Regions from separate parts of the Mus musculus genome. Here regions 1, 2, 3, 4, 5 and 6 are each linked to region 7. Evidence: chromatin contacts called from public ChIA-PET, HiChIP or PLAC-seq and promoter capture Hi-C data. All regions are on one chromosome and are shown on one strand. The core of a region is the stretch at or near the end of the contact, and the rest is flanking DNA. Distances in the headings are between cores, read along the strand shown. Region 1 overlaps Atp2a2 (ATPase, Ca++ transporting, cardiac muscle, slow twitch 2). Region 2 holds the start of Pptc7 (PTC7 protein phosphatase homolog). Region 3 holds the start of Anapc7 (anaphase promoting complex subunit 7). Region 4 holds the start of Arpc3 (actin related protein 2/3 complex, subunit 3). Region 5 holds the start of Vps29 (VPS29 retromer complex component). Region 6 holds the start of Psmd9 (proteasome (prosome, macropain) 26S subunit, non-ATPase, 9). Region 7 holds the start of Camkk2 (calcium/calmodulin-dependent protein kinase kinase 2, beta).

What was found. Promoter capture Hi-C pulls out the DNA fragments that hold promoters and counts their contacts. ChIA-PET counts read pairs in DNA pulled down with a chosen protein or histone mark. HiChIP or PLAC-seq counts read pairs in DNA pulled down with a chosen protein or histone mark. Capture Hi-C pulls out chosen DNA fragments and counts their contacts.
Region 1: a promoter capture Hi-C map of liver shows a contact between it and region 7, with 2.2 times the contacts expected there. The contact joins the enhancer-like site here to the promoter of Camkk2 in region 7. A contact is called at or near these places in 7 of 39 promoter capture datasets (the C10 cell line, the HPC-7 cell line, HPC-7-derived erythroid cells and 4 more), 1 of 15 datasets of contacts at CTCF or cohesin (the NIH/3T3 cell line), 10 of 484 Hi-C or Micro-C datasets (B cells, LSK cells, bone marrow-derived macrophages and 6 more), 12 of 115 datasets of contacts at active chromatin or transcription factors (bone marrow-derived macrophages, effector CD8 T cells, embryonic forebrain and 6 more) and 4 of 9 other capture datasets (embryonic stem cells, liver, macrophages and 1 more).
Region 2: a promoter capture Hi-C map of liver shows a contact between it and region 7, with 2.2 times the contacts expected there. The contact joins the promoter of Pptc7 here to the promoter of Camkk2 in region 7. A contact is called at or near these places in 2 of 39 promoter capture datasets (liver and pre-B cells), 2 of 484 Hi-C or Micro-C datasets (embryonic stem cells and olfactory sensory neurons), 3 of 115 datasets of contacts at active chromatin or transcription factors (bone marrow-derived macrophages, embryonic stem cells and large pre-B cells) and 1 of 9 other capture datasets (liver).
Region 3: an H3K27ac HiChIP or PLAC-seq map of embryonic stem cells shows a contact between it and region 7, with 4 times the contacts expected there. The contact joins the promoter of Anapc7 here to the promoter of Camkk2 in region 7. A contact is called at or near these places in 6 of 39 promoter capture datasets (the 3T3-L1 cell line, embryonic stem cells, hematopoietic stem and progenitor cells and 2 more), 1 of 15 datasets of contacts at CTCF or cohesin (the NIH/3T3 cell line), 3 of 484 Hi-C or Micro-C datasets (the N1E-115 cell line and embryonic stem cells), 25 of 115 datasets of contacts at active chromatin or transcription factors (the NIH/3T3 cell line, the SCID.adh cell line, T-cell acute lymphoblastic leukemia and 14 more) and 5 of 9 other capture datasets (adipose tissue, embryonic stem cells, liver and 2 more).
Region 4: a contact with region 7 is called in an H3K27ac HiChIP or PLAC-seq map of microglia, with 7 times the contacts expected there. The contact joins the promoter of Arpc3 here to the promoter of Camkk2 in region 7. A contact is called at or near these places in 9 of 39 promoter capture datasets (the C10 cell line, the HPC-7 cell line, cranial neural crest and 6 more), 2 of 15 datasets of contacts at CTCF or cohesin (the NIH/3T3 cell line and embryonic stem cells), 3 of 484 Hi-C or Micro-C datasets (B cells, the N1E-115 cell line and embryonic stem cells), 18 of 115 datasets of contacts at active chromatin or transcription factors (the 230-238 cell line, the SCID.adh cell line, T-cell acute lymphoblastic leukemia and 12 more) and 5 of 9 other capture datasets (adipose tissue, embryonic stem cells, liver and 2 more).
Region 5: an RNA polymerase II ChIA-PET map of memory CD8 T cells shows a contact between it and region 7, with 23 read pairs. The contact joins the promoter of Vps29 here to the promoter of Camkk2 in region 7. A contact is called at or near these places in 13 of 39 promoter capture datasets (the 3T3-L1 cell line, the HPC-7 cell line, the SN4741 cell line and 8 more), 5 of 115 datasets of contacts at active chromatin or transcription factors (the NIH/3T3 cell line, bone marrow-derived macrophages, craniofacial prominence and 2 more) and 2 of 9 other capture datasets (adipose tissue and liver).
Region 6: a promoter capture Hi-C map of pancreatic islet shows a contact between it and region 7. The contact joins the promoter of Psmd9 here to the promoter of Camkk2 in region 7. A contact is called at or near these places in 1 of 39 promoter capture datasets (pre-B cells) and 1 of 9 other capture datasets (pancreatic islet).

Annotation. Positions count from the first base shown.
Region 1 is chr5:122,457,678-122,460,377 of GRCm38.p6, forward strand. It overlaps Atp2a2 (ATPase, Ca++ transporting, cardiac muscle, slow twitch 2), which reads right to left. Exons shown (of 20, transcript NM_001110140.3): 15 at 2,299-2,519; 16 at 1,771-1,973; 17 at 771-856; 18 at 411-544. Among named protein-coding and RNA genes, the nearest start is that of Anapc7, 37 kb to the left of the region's middle. Within about 2 kb of position 1,399, at least 14 of the 459 cell types and tissues checked have an H3K27ac peak or open chromatin away from gene starts, as enhancers often do. A contact at or near this core is called in liver, where this site is marked.
Region 2 is chr5:122,283,102-122,285,801 of GRCm38.p6, forward strand. It overlaps Pptc7 (PTC7 protein phosphatase homolog), which reads left to right and starts at 1,297. Exons shown (of 6, transcript NM_177242.4): 1 at 1,297-1,808. The coding sequence starts at 1,568.
Region 3 is chr5:122,421,122-122,423,821 of GRCm38.p6, forward strand. It overlaps Anapc7 (anaphase promoting complex subunit 7), which reads left to right and starts at 1,323. Exons shown (of 11, transcript NM_019805.4): 1 at 1,323-1,557. The coding sequence starts at 1,457.
Region 4 is chr5:122,390,433-122,393,132 of GRCm38.p6, forward strand. Arpc3 (actin related protein 2/3 complex, subunit 3) reads left to right here and starts at 1,446. Exons shown (of 7, transcript NM_019824.4): 1 at 1,446-1,565. The coding sequence starts at 1,560. Gm32853 (a long non-coding RNA gene) reads right to left here. Exons shown (of 4, transcript XR_387695.4): 1 at 2,107-2,700; 2 at 450-564.
Region 5 is chr5:122,353,059-122,355,758 of GRCm38.p6, forward strand. Vps29 (VPS29 retromer complex component) reads left to right here and starts at 1,270. Exons shown (of 4, transcript NM_019780.2): 1 at 1,270-1,418. The coding sequence starts at 1,416. Rad9b (RAD9 checkpoint clamp component B) reads right to left here and starts at 1,147. Exons shown (of 13, transcript NM_001382853.1): 1 at 1,081-1,147. The coding sequence starts at 1,117.
Region 6 is chr5:123,226,880-123,229,579 of GRCm38.p6, forward strand. Psmd9 (proteasome (prosome, macropain) 26S subunit, non-ATPase, 9) reads left to right here and starts at 1,311. Exons shown (of 6, transcript NM_026000.2): 1 at 1,311-1,565. The coding sequence starts at 1,428.
Region 7 is chr5:122,778,096-122,780,795 of GRCm38.p6, forward strand. It overlaps Camkk2 (calcium/calmodulin-dependent protein kinase kinase 2, beta), which reads right to left and starts at 1,315. Exons shown (of 17, transcript NM_001199676.1): 1 at 1,157-1,315.

The DNA.
Region 1 (2,700 bases), core at 149-2,648, 320 kb before region 7:
AGTGACACACAAGCAGGCAAGGGTTTAGTGATGCTACTGCCTGCTGACCTAACTAACTCTAAAGGCCTGCTTTCCCCAGTGCGGGGAGCTGGAGGCTTTGGTGCAGCAGGCCCATCTCAGCAGGCTCAAAGCTGCTGGTGATGACCCAAGGTAGAGCCATTTGGAAACTTGTGTCCATCAGTGGCTTGGTTAGATGGAACTTCTTGTGCTCCACTCTCTAGGGTACAGGCATAGTCTGGATTGCTGGTCCCATTCATACACCCTGCCGCATCAGGAACCCATGATGGGGACAACCCCCACTGTTTCCTGGGGAACAATAGCTTAAAACTATGTCATTTTTTGTGAGGGAAGAGCTATCAGCCATGATTTTCTCATAAACCCTAGGACCATAGCCTACAAGATCCACTAACCTGTTGAGGGCATTACACATCTCTATGGTTACTAGAACAGAAAGTGCCATTGTCATTGGATATGGGGACTCAAAGATTGCACAATCCACTCCATCGAAGTCTGGGTTGTCCTCCTTACACTGTAGGAAATGACTCTGCAACAAAGTCCAAACATTCCATCAGCCGGGAGTACTTCCCAAATGTAGATGCCAATTCCACACTGAGTTCAAGGCCCAACACCAATACGGAATACAGCTCGGCAGAAGCCCTGGGTCTTAGAGCTACCTGAGGCAACTATCTGACCCCAAACCACAGAAAAAGACCAAAGGTTACAAGAATTCACTCTACTACACAGGGCTTTAAAAAAAAGTGGCTAAATACCAGCTGGTAGAAGGAGACTCTTGGACCGCCGTCAGCAGCGATGAACCACCATGCAGCAGCACCCACGGTGGCAGCGCCAACATAACCTAGAAACAAAGCTGCAGGTTACCACACTGGCCAGAGCAGCTGACTACAGACAGGGCGTTTCTGGTCTAAAAAGGAAATAGGCAATGTCTCTAGAGTTTGTGAGGAAATGTTCCTGCTGACCCCAGCCCACGCCCTGCACTAGGTGCCACAGAGCTAAAGAGCAAGTATAGGCTTCAGACAACAGGTGGAGGTCAGGCCCATCCATCCCAGCAGACAGAACACACAAGGAACTGAGGAAACCAAGTCACACCAGTCTATAGGCAAACGGAGGTGACCTTGTTGGACACTAGGTAACTGCACTGTTCCAGGTATGGCCAAGCAGAACCCTTTCAAAGAACTGCCATTACAATGCTGGCCCCCACCCCTCAGCACCAGAGTTAGGTCTAAGGCAGAGGCCATTCCTCATCAATTTCAGGAAATTTGCAAAGCTGAGACTGGTTTATCCACGGTCAATCACCTAACCAACAGCAGAGCACACAGCTAACCTGGAATTACAGTGGTGCACGAGGGCACTAGTTTAAAAGACAGGGAATGGAAATTTTTATTTGCCCAAAGGGCAGCTGGTCCACGAGATACTGTGAAGGCCAGAGGAACTGGCAGCCACTCTAGATTGTATGCTCTTTAAACTGAACTATGACAAAGAACGGCATTAGCCTCTGCTAGTGGACTCTTCTTGTCCCCTAGTTGGTAATAACCCATTCAAGTCTCAGCCTGGCGCTCGCAACAGGGAAGGGCTCTGGCATGCCTTGGTATTTGCATCACTCTGAGCAAGGGGAAAATATAAAAAGCCTGATGTCTAACTGTTGCTTCTCTATAACCCAAGGAAGGACAGGATGCTTGTTCAACAGAGGCTTTCAGTGGGTGACCTGCACTGCACACAGCATCCTTCCACACAAACAACAACTGTACTTACAGCCAATAGCCAGGTAACGGAAAAAGAGCCACCCGCTGATCAGTGGTTCTTTTGGGTTCCGGGGGGGTTTGTTCATGATGTCCAGGTCTGGAGGATTGAACCCCAGCGCAGTGGCAGGCAGACCATCTGTCACCAGATTGACCCAGAGTAACTGGACAGGAATTAAAGCCTCAGGAAACCCAAGGGCTGCCGTCAGGAAGATACTGTTTCCATCCAAGGGAAGAAGAGAAAAAACTCAGTGAGTTTTGGAACTATGGAAATAGCTTATCTCCCCAAGCCAGGAGCATCAGACAACATCTAATCTAAGTTCATATGAAACTTTATTAGAGGACCAAGACTTTTATGATTTTAAACTACCATTTTAAGAATATTTTCTGCACCACTGGTCAGCTGCAGACAAGTCCCATGAGATTTCTCTCCTCTCAAGCCAACAACCAAATTTGTCCTAACAGAAGCAGCAATCTGAGAAAGCTCAACACCCTGGCCCCAGCCTTGAAAGATACTGTTTAGTTCCAGTCAGACACCCACCAGACCACTTCCCCCACGTTGGATGAGATGAGGTAGCGGATGAACTGCTTCATGTTGTTGTAGATGGCTCGCCCCTCCTCAACAGCAGCCACAATGGTGGAGAAGTTGTCATCTGCCAGGACCATCTCAGAAGCAGTCTTAGCCACTGCAGTCCCTGAGCCCATGGCAATCCCGATTTCAGATTTCTTCAGAGCAGGAGCATCATTCACACCATCACCAGTCTGAAAGGGAAGGTGCAGTTGATTCAGATACCACCCATGTGGCACAGCTCTAGGCAGAGGCACTGATGCAGGAGGAAACGGGACAGAGCAGTAGCTGTGTCAAATACTTTACCAAGAAAATACAAAAACAGCCATGCAAGCTTAAAGAGTCATATCACAGAAAGGTAGAACTAAGGAGACT
Region 2 (2,700 bases), core at 47-2,546, 500 kb before region 7:
ATAAATAAATCTTAAAAAAAAAAAAAAAGAACAGTAATGACGATGATGATGATAAAGAGTCTTTGCTGTTACTCAACTGAAATAATTTCTTAGGGAAATAACTTACAATTGTTAATATTTGGGGAAGGCTGTTTGATCTTTGTTCAAATAGGCCAAGAGTTTTAGAAAAAATAAAATAGAAAGTGCCCCCTCTCTTCTTTATCTCCCTCTCTCTTCTTTCTTTCTTTCTCTCTCTTTCTCTCTCTCTTTCTTTCTTTCTTTCTTTCTTTCTTTCTTTCTTTCTTTCTTTCTTTCTTTCTTTCTTTCTTTTTTGAGACAGGGTGTCTATGTAACCTTAACTGACCTGTAACTCACTATGTAGATCAGGCTGGCCTCATGTTCACAGATCTGCCTACCTCTGCCTCCTAACTGCCAGGGATTAGAGCTATAGGCCATCATGCCTGACCCCTTCTTTCTGCCAAGGGATGACCCTCTTGAAAAGAGAAGGCAGCTGTGGCTGGAGAAAGAGGCCTCATCTTGGCAGTTCTCTCAGCCCTCCACAGTTTCTGAAGGCCTCCAAATCAGAGGCAGGAAAAAGACCTGCTTGGCCAGGTTGACTGTCAAACTTAGGATCTAGGGTACTAGATCTGGGGCTTTCAAGACACAGGAATAATGGAAATGTTAGGATTGCCGTTTCTCACCCAGTATACTAGATGGTGTAGAATCCCAATCTTGGTTTCTTACAGTTATGTAAAGGAATATATATAGAGAGAGGGTGTGTGTATGTGGTGTGTATGGAAGAAACTGTTAAACAAGATATAGTGGCACATAATTTGTAATCCTTGAACTTGAGAAGCTGTAGGCAAGATCAGAAGGAATCCAAGGCCAACCTTGGTGACAGAGCGAGTCTGAGGTCAGCCTGTGCTTGATGAAACTCTATCTCAAAAAAATCAGAAGAGGGAAAAAAAAAGGTGGTGAGAGAGAAAAAAAATCAAAACAGGACACCCATTCTAATTCCCCCCCAAAAAAAACCCCCAACAACCCAGTCTACCGGTCATTCTCAATAATTTACAGTCCTCTGGTAAATCTAACTCCTGGATCACAGGTAGCCAAGACCAAAGCGACTATAACTCTTAACTACGACTTCCAGGAGACACTGCGCCCACACCCTTTGCGCACGCTCGATTCCGGTGACTACATAGGGCTGCGAGTCCGAGGGGGCGGGGCTTGGACCTGAGCCGCGGAGAGGGGGCGGGGCCGGGGCGGGGTCGGAGAGGGGGCGGCGCTGCCGGCGCGGCCCGGAACACGCTAGTGGAGCGGAAGATGGCGGCGGCGGCGGCGGCTGCAGCCGGGACCCCAGTGTGGTTGAGGCGGAGGAGCCGCCGGCTCTGACCTCGCTCTGGCTCCAGTGCGTGCGGTAGAGCGTGTGCGAGGCCCCGTGCGGCGGGCAGGGGCGGCAGTGGCCAGTGCGCGCCGCCCTGAGGAACGCCCCGGCGGCGCGGCTGCGGCGGAGGAGAGAGCCGGCTCCGGGCCTCGGCGTCCTCCGGCGCCCCGGGCCCCGCGCCTCCTCGGGGGGGCGGCGGCGGCGATGTTCTCGGTCTTGTCGTATGGACGCCTGGTGGCCCGTGCCGTGCTCGGCGGCCTGTCGCAGACCGACCCCAGGGCGGGCGGCGGCGGCGGCGGCGGTGGTGGCAGCAGCGGCGACTACGGGTTGGTGACGGCGGGCTGCGGCTTCGGCAAGGACTTCCGTAAGGGCCTGCTCAAGAAGGGCGCGTGCTACGGGGACGACGCGTGTTTCGTGGCCCGCCACCGCTCGGCCGACGTCCTGGGTGAGTCCCCCGGCCCCAAGTCGGCCTCCTGGGGACTCCGGAGTGCGAGTCTTCCCTGCTTCCTCCGCTGAGCGCAGCGCAGCGCCTTGCCGAGCGCCCCGAGATGCGTTTTCTGCCTCACGATCCCTCCCTCCCCATCCCCACACTTTAGAAATGGGGAAACTGAGGGACAGAGCGGTGGAGCCACGTGCCCAAGGTCACCGCCTTGGGAATGTGTCCAGTCCGTCCCGGTGCAGAACCGCGCACTCTTCTTAGTCACAGCCCCCACGCGACCTCGTCCTCCTCGTTCGGCGACACCTGCAGGCTGCTAACCTCGCTTTGCCTCACTCCCTCCTCCCTCTTGGCGCCCCGGGAATCCCTGCTTCTTGGCGAGCTCCTGACGCCACGGCCCGGTCCCAGCTGCGGGATCCGGGAGCAGACCCGAAGACAGACGGCGGGGAGCCCACAGCCCCCCGTCGTGGGTTCTTCCCGCTGCCTGGACCGTCCTCGGATTGCCATCCTTTTCGGGAAGGGCCGTGGGGTTGTGGGTGGACTGCTGGCCTGGTTAGAAATTCTAGCAGTGCTTTCTCCCTAACCCAGCTTGTCTACTTGAGGTCACTTGGGGGTGGCAGAAAGGTCTCCTTGACCCAAAATAGAATGGCTGGACCTGCTTGTAGGCTGCAGCCAAAAAGGCTGTGAGACTCGGTCACAGCTTTTTAGGCCACAGGTGCTTCCTAAGATCTATCCCAGTTACTAGAGGAGAGAGAGAGAGAGAGAGGAGAGAGAGAGAAAGAGAGAGAGAGAGAGAGAGAGAGAGAGAGAGCTGTCCAAAGGCCTAAACAAATGCACAAGCTGTCAGAAACTTTACCTAGGGTATGCCCTTGGAGAGTTCCCTGTATGCCACTAAAGGTCT
Region 3 (2,700 bases), core at 73-2,572, 360 kb before region 7:
GTTTACATTTTAATTGCATGTAGTTATTTATTTTGTGCGAGTGAGAGGCACATGCGGCTGTCTCAGAGGACAACGTGAAGGAGTCAGGTCTCTCCTCCCACACAGGGGATTGAATTTACAAAACTAGCCTTGCTGATAAGTGGTTTTACTCTCAGGCTGCCCAGCTTCAACATTTGAAAGTTTTGGTTTCCTTGTCGGCAAAGAAGGACTGACAATTCAAAGTACTTATTTGTTTGTTTGTTTGTTTGTTTGTTTTAAGCGTTTTCAAACAGGGTTTCTCTGCGTATCCCTAGCTGTCCTGGAACTCACCCTATAAACCAGGCTAATCTTTAACTCACAGAGATCGGCCCAACTCCCAAGTGCTAGAATTAAACCACCCCCTGCCAACGTTGTTATTTATTTATTGAATATGAGTACACCATTGCTCTCTTCAGACACACCAGAAGAGGGCATCAGATCCCATTAAATGTGGTTTTGAGCAACCATGCGGTTGCTGAGAATTGAACTCAGGATCTCTGGTATAGCAGTCGGTGCTCTTAACCACTGAGCCATCTCTCCAGATCCAAGTTGTTGTTGTTTGTTTGTTTGTTTGTTTCAATGTATTTTTATGAGTATCTGCATGCCTGAGTGTGTATGTCTGTGCACCACATGCATGTATGTGCCCATAGACGCCAGAGGAAGGAGTCGGATGCCCTGGAGCTGGCCTTTCAGACTGTTGTGAGCCACCAGGTAGGTGCTAGGAACCGAATTCCCCTGCAAGAGCATGCAGTTTTAATTTCTGAGGCGGCTCTCTCCCTCTATGGAAATGGCTTCAGCATTGCGATTTGTGAATATGCAATGCAGTAACGAGTTCGTAAAGGCTTGAGATGTTGACAGTGGGGCGATCAGAGATCCAGCTCATCCCTGTAACTATCTTTTCTTCGCACTTGGATCTAGCGGGTCACTTGGACGGGCAAGCCATGCCTTGCACCAAGGAATCTATTCCCAGTGACAGGGACAAGAGTCGCCAGGAGAGGGGGGCGTGCCACCTTCGCCTAGGACGCTCCCGTAGTTGGAGAAAGCCAGCCCTTGCGCGCCTGATTCGAAAATTCAATTTTTAACTGTCCGTTTTCCGCCTCCGCTGTGTTTAGGATGAACTCCTGTGCATTGTTACTAGCCTCCGCGAGGCATCCATTCCTCTCAGGCTGTCTTTAGCGCAGCAAAACTACGATTCCTACTGGGATGGCTTTGAAGATGATGATGATGGAGAAAACCCTTTCGCCGCTGCTTCTTTTTACTCAGGCACGTCCGTGGCTACCTCCATCTTCGGGGGGCGGAGCCGCGTCTGGACCGGAAGGACCCCGGCGCCGTCTCCATTTTGGAACTTTCCCCGAGCCTCTGCTCTCGGTTCCCGGGAGTTCTGTCCGCCGCTGCCGGTGCCGCGGTGTCGCCGGGGGCCACGGTGTTGCCGGGCAGGATGAGTGTGATAGACCACGTGCGGGACATGGCGGCTGCGGGACTGCACTCCAACGTGCGGCTCCTCAGCAGCCTGCTGCTCACCATGAGTAACAACAACCCGTGAGTTGGAGAGGCGGGGAGGTGGCGGTCCCGGGAGCCGGGGTTGGCGGTGGCGGGGGGACGGTGTGGTCCCGCGGAGGGCTGCGCGGGATCCGGCCTCGGTGGCCTCGGAGTTCTGGCTCCTTCCAGAACGACGAAGTCCCCTGAGTCCCGGGGACCCAGTCCACCGAGTGTCAGCCGTGGGGGTGCCACCCCAGCGGAGGGAGGGGACCCCACTTTCCGAGACTGAGAGCATCGGTGGCGGGCGCGGTGGCGCCTTTTTTTAATTTAAAAGGAACCCTGGCAGTCTAATGTAAGGCCCGACATTGCCGCCGGGGAGTGACTGGTTTTGTGTGGTTGTGTTTACAAACAGGGGTCTCCTGTAGCCCAGGCTAGCCTGCCCCAGGCTGTGTGTGTGTGTGTGTGTAGTCAAGGAAGACCTTGACCTTCTTACCCTCCTGCCTACGCCTCCCAGAAGCTGGGGGGGGGGGGTTAACTGGTGTTTTACACCCCCACCATGCTCTCAGTGTGCGTGTGGACCTTGGGGATCGAACCAGGGATTTCAGGCGTGCTAGGCAAAACACTACCGATGGAGTGACAGTTCTATCTAGCCGGGTTTACTGCGTCTCAAAGGAAGCCCGGGACAGTTGTAGGCTTGAATTGCCTGTAAGGGCCTTGCTTAAAAATTTCCCCATCATTGCTCACTCTTCGACGTGGCTCCGCAAGTCAACCTAGTCATTCCTTTTCTCTAATTTCTCCTCCTGCCCGAGCGCTCTCAGAGCAAGCATTGGCACCGGTGGCTTCACTTTAGAACCGCTGCCTGAGCCGGGCAGTGGTGGCGCATGCCTTTAGTCCCAGCACTTGGGAGGCAGAGGCAGGCGGATTTCTGAGTTCGAGGCCAGCCTGGTGTACAGAGTGAGTTCCAGGACAGCCAGGGCTACACAGAGAAACCTTGTCTCAAAACAAAACAAAACAAAAAAAAATGCTAAGGAAATGTGTTTATTACAGGGAGGTCCAGTAGGTCGACCAAGATCACACCCTGGAGAACATAGAGGAGCGAGTGGATCTGTCTATGATTGGAGATAGTTTGTATTTCAGTCCACCACTGTCTAGTGCTTCCAAAGAACATTACAGTAGCCTTCTACTCCGTGCAGACATTTGCAT
Region 4 (2,700 bases), core at 196-2,695, 390 kb before region 7:
GTCTCCAAAACCCAAGAAAGAGAACATGTCTAATGTTAGTTCTAAATACTTTTCTTGTAGCTCATTTCAGCCTCCCTAAGCAATGAGGTAAATACTGAGGCCTCTATATTTAGGTGAGGAACAGAGGCACAGAGAGGTACATTAAGTTGCTCAGAATAACACAGCTAGTCATGTTGGAACTAGGATTCAACCCCAGGACCTGGCTCCTCAGCAGTCATACAAAGAACAGGGAGTATAAGCCAGACATTGTAGAGACCAGCCTGGGCTACATAGTTAATACCTTGTCCAAAAACAAAAAGTGGTTGGCTGGGTATGGTGGTTACATATCCCCTCAGTCTCAGTACTTGGGAGGCAAGGCAGGTGGATCTCAAGAGTTCAAGGCCAGCCTGGTCTACAAAGCAAGTTTCAGACTAGCCAGGGCTACCCAGAGAGGCAAAATACATACTTACATACATATATGATGGGTGTCAGTGGTGGGTTTGTAGTCATCCCCTCAGACATGTGGCATCACTCAGGCCCTTATAATATGCTTGGTTTTCATGACCACTTAGTCCTTGCCATGATCTGGGAAGACATACACCATACCTTGTTGAAAGAGTAGAAATGATATACACATTTAGTGGGTGACAGACAGGTCAAAGGGGTAGGCTCAGGACTTTTCTTTCCTTTACCCCTGTGGTGGTCCCTGACTGTCTTAACATGACAAGGAAGATAGACACCACCGTCGGCATCATAAAACTAAGCAAGAAAAATAAATAAAAATAACAGGAGTGATGGGCACATATCTGTAATTCCTGAACACAAGTGGGTGCAGATCAGTTCATATTCATTTATATGTATATGCCAGCCTGGACTTCATGCGACTCTTAGCAAAGAAAAAATTGAAAAATAAAAAATATTGGCCGCCAAGACGGCTCAGGGTGTAGGTGTTTCTGAAGACTGTGTTGGTTCCGAGAGTATCACGGTGGAAAGTGAGAACTGATGTCCCCCACCTTGCATTGTGGTAAAAGTACAAAACTAAGCCAGGTGTGGTGGCGCACGCCTTTAATCCCGGCACTCGGGAGGCAGAGGCAGGCGGATTTCTGAGTTAGAGGCCAGCCTGGTCTACAGAGTGAGTTCCAGGACAGCCAGGGCTACACAGAGAAACCCTGTCTCGAAAAACCAAAAAAAAAAAAAAAAAAGTAAAAAACTAGACATAGCAGAAGGGTAAATCAGGCGACTGAGTGGTACTGGATTTGAAGCTGAAGCCGGGAAATGAGAAAAAAAACCCAAAAAACAAAACCGGGAGCTGATTATTAACCACTTGCGAGGGAGTCTTCAATTTCAAAATCCAGCCTTTTATTCTGAACGTGCTTTATGCATGCGCCACGGTCATCGCCTCACGCTGACGCGCCCCCTGGCGTCACTTGCGGTCAGCGCAGCCGGAGCAAGTCACCGGAAGTGCGTTTATTCCTTCCGCCCGCCTCTTCCGGCTTACTTCCGCCCACTCCACCCAGGCTCGGTCGTCGGAAACGCTTTCTGAGTTCGGCTTCTCTGGATCGAATCCGGACACCGTCAAGATGCCGGTAAGCATTCGAGCCCCAGGGGCGGGGAGCCGAGCGGGGCGAGGGTCCGAGGGGTGGCAGGAGATCTGTGTCATAAGGCCGGGGAGAGAGGAAGCGTCCGCCCTGATCTCCAGCCTTTGCCTCCAACACCGGCTCGCCTGCCCCGCCGCTTCCCCCCTAACCCTGCCGTGTTCCCAGATCCCACCCTAGAGCCTCGAACCTAAGAACGATGGCTGGCTTTTAATTTATTTTTAAGTCTAAGGTCCAGCTTCTCCTTTTTTTTTTTTTTTTTTTTAAATTTCCCCCTTGTCATTTCCACTTCCTCCTCCACCCCAGGGAGTGGGATCGGCCTGCTACCTAGTCACCTGTCAGACCTCACTTCCCTGATGGACCCCTTCCTCCGTCTCCCTGCTCTGACTCCCACCCGACTCCCTGACCACCACCGAGCCAGCGCTGGTTTCCTTTTTCGTGTGCATCCGAGTGGGAGGAAATTGATGCCGATTGCAGCTTAGCGAAGGGACGCTTGAATAGCGTGCACCCACACTGAACCAGTGTTACTGACCTCTCGCTGTGAAGCCAGCATTGTTGACAGCAGCGACTAAGGGCCACTCAAGGAGCTCACAGTTTAACGGGTAGACAGTAACCATGCAAATGCACATAGGAAGTAGTTTCCTATCTTAACAACTGCTGTGACGAAAACAGATAGATGGCAGTTAGCCTACCCCTATCGCTCAGTTATCGCTCATCCCAATACCGAGGCAGGAGGATGGCAAAGTTCAGGCCAATGTGGACTATGTAGTGAGTTCTAGGCCATCCTGGGCTACAGAACTGCAAAGCCTGTCTCCCAAGAAATGGGGGAAGAAAAAAAAAAAAAAAGAGGCTTGCATGCAGGAGGTGGGGTCACAAGGTACAGCAGCTCATGCCTGTGACCCCAGCTCTGGGGAGGCAAAGGACAGGCAGATCTTCTGGCTTATTGGCCAGCCAGCCCAGCCAAAAATAAGCAAGTTCTGGGTTCAATGAAAGACGATGTCACAGGAAATAAATATATATATAGAGAGAGATAGTAGGGGCTGAGGAGGTGTCTCAGTGGTACAAATGAGAGGACCTGAGTCTGGATGCTTAGCACCCAAGTAAAACAGAAGGGGCGGGGGGAGGG
Region 5 (2,700 bases), core at 20-2,519, 430 kb before region 7:
ACATGCTAGGCTAGGTTAACATGTTGTTAGACTATAACGATCTCAACTTTGATGCTGTGTCAAGCCTTAGCAAAGTGCATCACTATGAGAGGAGGCACCATGACAGGAATTCACCACACGGTGTCCTAATTGTATGTGATGCCACAGAGCTGGAAACAGTGGTTTGAAATCCTTTTTTCCTGAATATGTCCGAACAATTTCCCGTTAAGTGATTACACTGAACTTTTTGGTCAAGATACACCTGGGAGTTAAACTACTCAGCCGATCCACACAGCGTTTTATAGACTAATTTACATTAGGAAATGCCGTATACCCTTACCTACATACACAGTAAGACTTCAATAAATATGCATCGACATAAAATTCAACATTATTTCTCCTGCAAGCCAATTTCCGTGCTAATGCTCTCATTCATTTTGAGTTCTCCCAACCTCTGAAGGGGGATGGTACACTGGCCCTTCTTTGGTCTGTCTACACACAAACCCGGTCCCCAGCCCAAGCATCCCACCCCCCTTATAAGGCTATGTATTATACAGTTCTCCACACAGTCTTTCTAATTTCTGATCTCACTACATGGACTTTTTATTTAGCCCATGCTTCTAACAACCTCTATCAACGAAGGGGCTAATATTAGTCTCATTTTTCGACTGAGGGACAGAGAGGATTGTTCGAGATTATATATTAAAACAAAAACAAAACCCAACAACAATAAAAAAAATGTCTCCGGCAGAATGTCGAATAAAGCAGCAGGTTGGTTTTCCCACAGCTCAAAAATACTTTTGCTGGTCAAGTATTATTTCCCCCCTTGAATTCTCTCCACATCAGCCCTCCTCAATCCGAGTTTAAGGCCCAATGGCACAATTCTTTTCTCGGTCACCGAATTAAACCCTGGACATAAATCAAATGGAACGGGGCTGGCATGCTCTTCGAAGCCCAGCATGGCCCTCGCGAGGCGCGCTATGGCAGCTTCAGTCGTGGCGAAGAATGGCGGAGGAGGCCGAAGAAGACGATGGATAAACCCTGCACGAGGCGTTAGACTTTTCCCTCTTCTAAGTAGCAAAGCAAGAATGGCCGCTCCACCTTTCACCTGGCCGCCCGTCATCCCGCACTTCAGCATGGCTACGGGCAGAGCAGGCATGGAGGGCGCAAGCGCGCCAGCCGCGGGTGCCCGGATGTTGCCCCCGCACTTTCCGCGAGCTCAGCCTTTCCTTTGCCCCGCCCACGAGCGATTTCTTGCAGCGCCGGGTTTTTTTTTTTTTTCCCTTGACGGGAAATGACCCTTACGGGCCCCCGTAAGACAGGCTCTTGCCAACTTCGCGTCTCATTGGTGGCGGAAGAAGTGGGCGGGTCGACCGAGGAGCCTGAGGAAGAGGGCGGCGGCGTTCGTGGTGATTGAACGGAGCCCTGGTGACAGGATGGTGAGCCCCACGGCGGCTGCTACCCGGGTGGGGCCGGGATGCTGCGGCGTCCGGTTGAGGGAGTGGGGTGGGGGCGCGAGGAGGATCCGGGTGGCCGCGGAGTTGGAACGGGAGGACCGCGGCTGGTTGAGGGTGCGGCTCGGCCTGATGTCGCCCCCTCGCCCCAGCGGCCAGAGGGCGTGCGAGGCGGACCCGGCGGCCGGACCCGGTCACGAGATCGGCTCCGGCAGTCGGTGTGACCGCACGTCTCTTCCCTCCTGGTCCTTCCCGGCTTGCTGGGGGTAGCCGGCCTCGGGGCAGAGCGCGAAGTAGCCGTCGCACTGGCCGCCACTCCGGACGGGGACCCGGAAAGGGGACTGCTCGTCTCCTGTGGCCGCTGCGGCCCCATTGAGCGATGTCGTGGGGATCGTTTGGAGCCTGCGGAGATGCGCGGGGTTGTTCGGAGAGCCTTAGCTTACCCAGTCTGCATCAGACCTTTAGGCCCGTCCCCCCCAATAGATTGCTGTCCCTACGACTTTTCTGTGCAGACACGTCCTTGTAATCCGATTTTCGAAGGCACTCTTTGCTCTCTAAAGTTGGGGGGGGGGACTGCTGTTTGTCCTGATGAAGGTTAAAGTGAAGGCACCTCACTGGCTGCTGGGCACGCGTTGCGTTTTTCACAGATTATCCTTGTGCAGACAACCTTTTAAAAAGGTGGCCTAGCAAACACAGAAGTGGATGCTCACAGTCAGCTAATGGATGGATCACAGGGCTCCCAATGGAGGAGCTAGAGAAAGTATCCAAGGAGCTAAAGGGATCTGCAACCCTATAGGTGGAACAACATTATGAACTAACCAGTACCCCGGAGCTCTTGACTCTAGCTGCATATGTATCAAAAGATGGCCTAGTCGGCCATCACTGGAAAGAGAGGCCCATTGGACATGCAAACTTTATATGCCCCAGTACAGGGGAACGCTAGGGCCAAAAAGGGGGAGTGGGTGGGTATGGGAGTGGGGGTGGGTGGCTACGGGGGCCTTTTGGTATAGCATTGGAAATGTAAATGAGATAAATACCTAATAAAAAATGGAAAAGAAAAAAAAAAAGGTGGCTTTATAAGCCGTTCCAAAGGTATATGCTTAAATTCACTGGATTTTGGCATCTAAAAGAGAATTATTTTGCTTTAGACTCCAGTTTAAAGTAGACTAGTTCTTTGATGGCAATTTGGAGACACTTGCAAGGAAGAAGAATTTGCTGGAATGATTGCATATTCATGTCTCTGAAGTCGTTTTGAGGGGTGAACGCT
Region 6 (2,700 bases), core at 61-2,560, 450 kb after region 7:
GGAGAGACTTTCCCACAGCTGTGGACTTGGATGGCTTCCGGCTTTGTTTTAGTTTTGGCAGGTGGTGCTGTCTGTGTGCTGTGTTTTCCAGCCTGAGTGGTACTTTCTTTATGGAGTCGGTTGTACTAAGGTCTGGGGGCCTGTTACACCAGCACCTCGTGACAGAGGTGAAAGTCAATAAATACTTGGACACCCTTAAGAGACACGTTGCTAGGGTGTGTGTACTCTGATCAGGATCCAAAGGGAATAAATTAGTAAATAAAAATGAAAAAAAAGAGCGAGAGATATTACTGTTAGTGTCACACAATAAGGTCAGAGAGCAGAAGGTGAAATTATTTAAGGTCACATGGAATATATATAGTCGGTGTTAATGGTCCAACTTTGAACATAGGTTGTACCATGAGGATCCCCAGCCCGAAAGTGGCTGGGGATATAGCTGAGTTGGTAGAGTGTTCCTGATCCCCAATATTTCATAAACCATACCTGGTGGTACATGCCTGTAATCCCTGCCTGTGGAGGGAGCAGATGGAGTATCAGATGCTCAAAGGCACTGGGCACACTAGGTTATAAAGAAGGAAAAAAAAAAAGGTCTTGAAGTTTTGATGAGGATAGGTTGAGGGAGGTGCGAAATGGATAGAATGGGAGTGGGGGGTTAGAGGGTGTCTGTGATCATGACAATAAGAAATAGAATATTCTAAAAACTTGGGGAGAGCTTCAAGGTCGCCTTCATCTACACAATGAGTTAGAGGCCTGCCTGAGATGCAGTAAATCTTGTCTGGAAAAAGAAAAAGAAAAGAAACAGAAAACAAAAAACAAATCGCTTGAAAGCCTCTTTCAAACACTCAGGGGCTTCGTAGATGTTAAGAACTGAAGTGTCAAGGTTGGCAAGACTGGATCCTCTTACATTTATACAGCTGGTATCCAGTTTACTCAGCCTTCAGATGAGTGAATGAAAAAAAGTGTAAGCCAGATGTGGTGGCTTTAATCCCAGCACTTGGGAGCAGAGGCAGGAGGATTTCTGAGTTTGAGGCCAGCCTGGTCTACAGAGTGAGTTCCAGGACAGCCAGGGATACACAGAGAAACCCTGTCTTGAAAAACGGGGTGGGGTGGGGGGGTGGGGAAACGGACGGATGGAGGGACGGGGACAGAATGAAAAAGAAAGGAATGAACAAGAAAAGTGGAAATGAGTCAGGATAAAGTGGGAGTAAATACCTATGTCCTCTATGGGCCTATTTATCTCTACCGGGTCATCTGAAAACCACGTGGTCTATCTAGCCGGTGACCCCGCCCACTTCCAAGCTCCACCCTTCATCTGTTTCCGTACTTGCGCGTTGGCTGAGCTGTTTTGGCCCCGGGGAGGACCCGTAGCCTCAGCCTCGGCTGGCGTCCGTAGCCGGGAAACCCAGAACTCTAGCTTGAGGTCCGCGATGTCGGGTGAAGACGTTCCGCACCGGGCAGAGTCCTCCGAGGCCCGTGCGGCCGCGGTCAGCGACATCCAGGATCTGATGCGACGCAAGGAGGAGATCGAGGCGGAGATCAAGGCTAATTACGACGTCCTGGAGAGCGTGAGTGTGGCGGGGAGGCCTGCGGACGAGGCTCGGGGTCGCTGCCAAGCAGTGTCCTAGAGGGGGTCTTTGCTGCGTGCCACACGCCCCTTTAAGCATTTTTTCTTTACGTGGGATTAATTTTCATTTTCGGAAGCATTAACTTTGCATTTTAAAGTTTTTTGTTTGTTTGTTTTTAACGCAGCCCCTAAGCTGGCTTCGAACTCGTGATCCTCCTGCTTCATCTTTCTGAGTGCGGGAATCGCGGGCCTGTGCAACCATGATATAGGCCTTAGTGAAACTGCCTCGGTCGCAAGGATAGACTATTTGCTGAGGCATAGTGATAATCGCTACTGTCACTTTCTGTAGGTGACATTACCAGGTTTGGCCTCGCCACCCGCTTTTCTTTAGGACTTTATAAATGTCAACTGGGAGAATTAATTGGGCATCTTGTTAAAATGCACGTTGTAGCCAGGGGAGGCATCCCTATTTAAGCCCAGCGTTTAGAGAGTGGAGGCAGGGGGATCAGGACTTGAGGGTTATTCTTGCCTACATAGTAAGCTCGAGGCTGTCCTGGGTTATATTAGACCTTGTCTCAAAAAAAAACCAAAAAAAAAAAAAAAAAAAAAAAACAAAAAAGAAAAGTAAAAATGAAATGCAGACTCTAATTGGGATAGGGAAAAGACTCTGGATTTTAAGAAAACCCTCACCTCTGCTAATTGCTCTTTTAAGTGGAGCCAGATTAAGCACATTGTCTTTACTGTAAAAGGGGAAACAGGGCCAGAGTGGAGCCAATGCTTGCCCAGTTAGGAAGGGGGAATGGTTGGCTCTGTGATCTGTTTACCTCCTAAGCAGATATATTTTTCATAAAACCCCAAGTCAGTGTATAGAGGAAGGGGAGGCTAAATCACACTCATTGCTGGGCACAATGACATCTGGGTGATGGGTGCCAGATGACGGTGTCATATAGAGGTTCTACAGGCCAGGTAGGTGCTGACCATGTGCCTGAAAGGTACTATCTTGTATGTGTGCTGTGCCAGGAAACTGTCACAGCAGTATTGTTAACTTGTGTCCCTGAAGCTCAAAGGGGCGGAGTCAGGGGCTGGAGAGATGGCTCAGTGGTTTAAAGGCACTGGCCATCATAAGGACTGGAGTT
Region 7 (2,700 bases), core at 65-2,564:
ACTCAGAAATGCACCTGCCTCTGCCTCCCGAGTGCTGGGATTAAAAGTGTATGCCACCATGGCCCGGCATATGACATTTTTGATGAAGTGTACAGCAGTAGAGTGTACAAGGAGGGGGATCGGGCAAACTGAAGCTGCTTCTGTACACTGATAGCACGATCTATTCTGAAACCGCAGTTTCTGTGGGTTTGGGAACAGCGGCAGCCCCTGCCACTTCCAAAGAACAAAGGAGCTGTGGGGAGGCAGAGCAATCCTCCTCTAGGTCCTGTGGGGGCAGAGTCAGGAGGAGGAGTAAAAGACATCATTAATGCCCCAGGGCACCTGAAGTTTCTACTCCAGGACTGGGGGAACATCACAGAGGAGGTTGAGGAAGGTAAAAGTTGCATCTAGGGTAATGAATGCGGAGCATGACCCACCCACCCCCAGATCAGGAGGCTGTTTGCCCATGGCACCTGAGATGTCCTCCACCCCCTGCTCCATCCCCCTGCAAAGTGCCACCTCTTCATCTCCAAGTGAGAGCAGCCGGGGAGGAGGCTGACAGAGCTGTGAAAACACCCCGTTTCCCAAACTGGGCATTCAGGGGGTGGGGAGAACCCTGGCATAGCCCCGGTGATAGCGGGGCACCACCACCCCAGGGCTGTGCCAGAGGGAGCCGGCAGGCACTCTTTATGCATCGCGCGCTGCAGCCCAGAGGTAAATTTAGGTCAAAAGGATCAAGTCGGCCTGTGAGGTCGGGGTGATCAGAGGGCAGACTCGGGTCCAAGCCCCTAGGACCAGGGTCCTCCCCGTGCCTGGCAGCCTGCGGAGGTGGGACGCTCCCGCGCGCTCAGGTTCCGCACCTGTCAAGCGCCAGGGGTGGCCTAGGCCATCGCTGGGATCCGGGACCGCCCTGGCCGGCGGACCTTGGTGCGGAACTCCTGGCCGGCTCCTGCCGCCGGACCCCAAGCGCCGCCCGGCTCCGGAGGCCAGGGGGAAAGGGGGCGCAGCCCTCCACGTGGCGGGGCGCGGGGCGGCGCACGTGGGGTCCCCTCGGGGCCCGCCTCTGGGCTGTGTCTGCCGGCTCCCGCGCGCGTCCGGGACCCAAAGACCCACGGGGAGGTTGCGTCCCTCCCCCACCCACCCCCGACTCAGCCCGGCCCGCCTCGGGCCAGCTCACCTGGGCTCCGCGCCGCCGCCTCCCGCGCTCTGCGCCCCCGGCTCGGCTTGGCTCGGCTTGGCTCGGCTCGGCTCGGTCCGGTTCGGCTCTCCACGGGAGGAGCCGCCCGGGCTTCGGCTCGCGCGCGGCGCGGCGGCGCCTCGGGCTCCTTGCTGATTGGCCAAGGACCCGGCGTGGAGCGCGCGTGCCCGCCGCAGCCTCGGCCGCGCGCGCCGGGTCCCGCGGAGACTTAAGTAGCGGCGGGGCGGAGGTGGAGGCGGGAGGGGGGGTGGGGGGAAGGAGGCGACAGGAAGCGAGGCCCGACTCGCGCAGGGGCGAACAGGCCGCAAGTTTGGGAGTGGGTCTCGGTTCCTGCGAGATGCTCCACGCCGCTTTGTCCCTGAGCGTGGAGAAGTTCCCCCAAAGGCGACGGGGGAAAACCCAGGAGCCGTCTGGCGGTTCCCTCCCTGGATTTCGGGGCAACGCCCATTATGGGGAAACCCTTCCGCAGCCACCACCCCTCTGACCACTGCTGCAGGCTCGCCCTAAAATGCATCACTCACTCTGAACAGCCCAGCGAAGTTCTAGGTCTCTCCACAAGACTGACCAAACATTCTTCCCCTTTTTGACGGTTTACTTTGCTGGAGCCTTAAAATATTTAGTCTCCCAGTTGGGTAACAACGGAGAAAAAAAAGGGTATTTCAAGGGCTCGCTCACCCGGTGGCCTTGGATGTGGGGGGCCGGTGAACTCAGACTCGGATGTTCACCAGTGGCTGTCTGCATGCATGTTTCTGCCGGCAGCCAAAGGGTTGAGATGTCAAATTCACTAAGAATTCAAAGCTCTTTGTCAACTGGGTCGATTTTCAGCCCTCAATAAATTATTGCCATATTTCTAGGCTGGGCACTCACAAACAGTCCCCAGGACCGGACAAATAAACTCAATGAGCGTTCTAATGAGATGACCACCTCTGATACTGCTAAGCGCTCTTCCATTTATTTGTTAGTAGTAGCAACTGGAGCGAGACGAAGTGGAATAGTACACAATAGTTAAAAGGACTGTTAGATCTATTTGTACCCCCACAGGAAAAGGAAAACAAAAACATGTAGCGTAAGACAGCAAGCTGCAGGAGACAGTATCATGCACAGTTTGCGTGTCTTTTTAAGCCCCACTCTTGACTGACTTCCTGAGGAGACATGAACAAATGCCTATTCACCCAAAATAGGGCGCCGACAACAGATCAAAAACATCCAAGCCCAGCTTGGTGAACCAATGGGTTTATTGGGCTTACTCATCTCCAGCATGGACAGTGACCTGCCAGAAGGAGTGTCTCCTTCGTTTACCCACCCCTTTATATTCTCTAGCATCTCCCGGGGCCAGGTGCTGTTGGAGGTCTGCACAGGAGGAGAGGCGGGAGCAACTGTAATCTCAGGTGAGGGTCTAATGACTCTCCCCATTTCTTCCCTAGAGGGTGGATAATAGCCTCTCTCCAGTAAGGGACGGGTGCAGAGGCAAGCACAGATGCTCTGATTTCAAGAGGGACATGTTCTATGACCTCCACACGGTG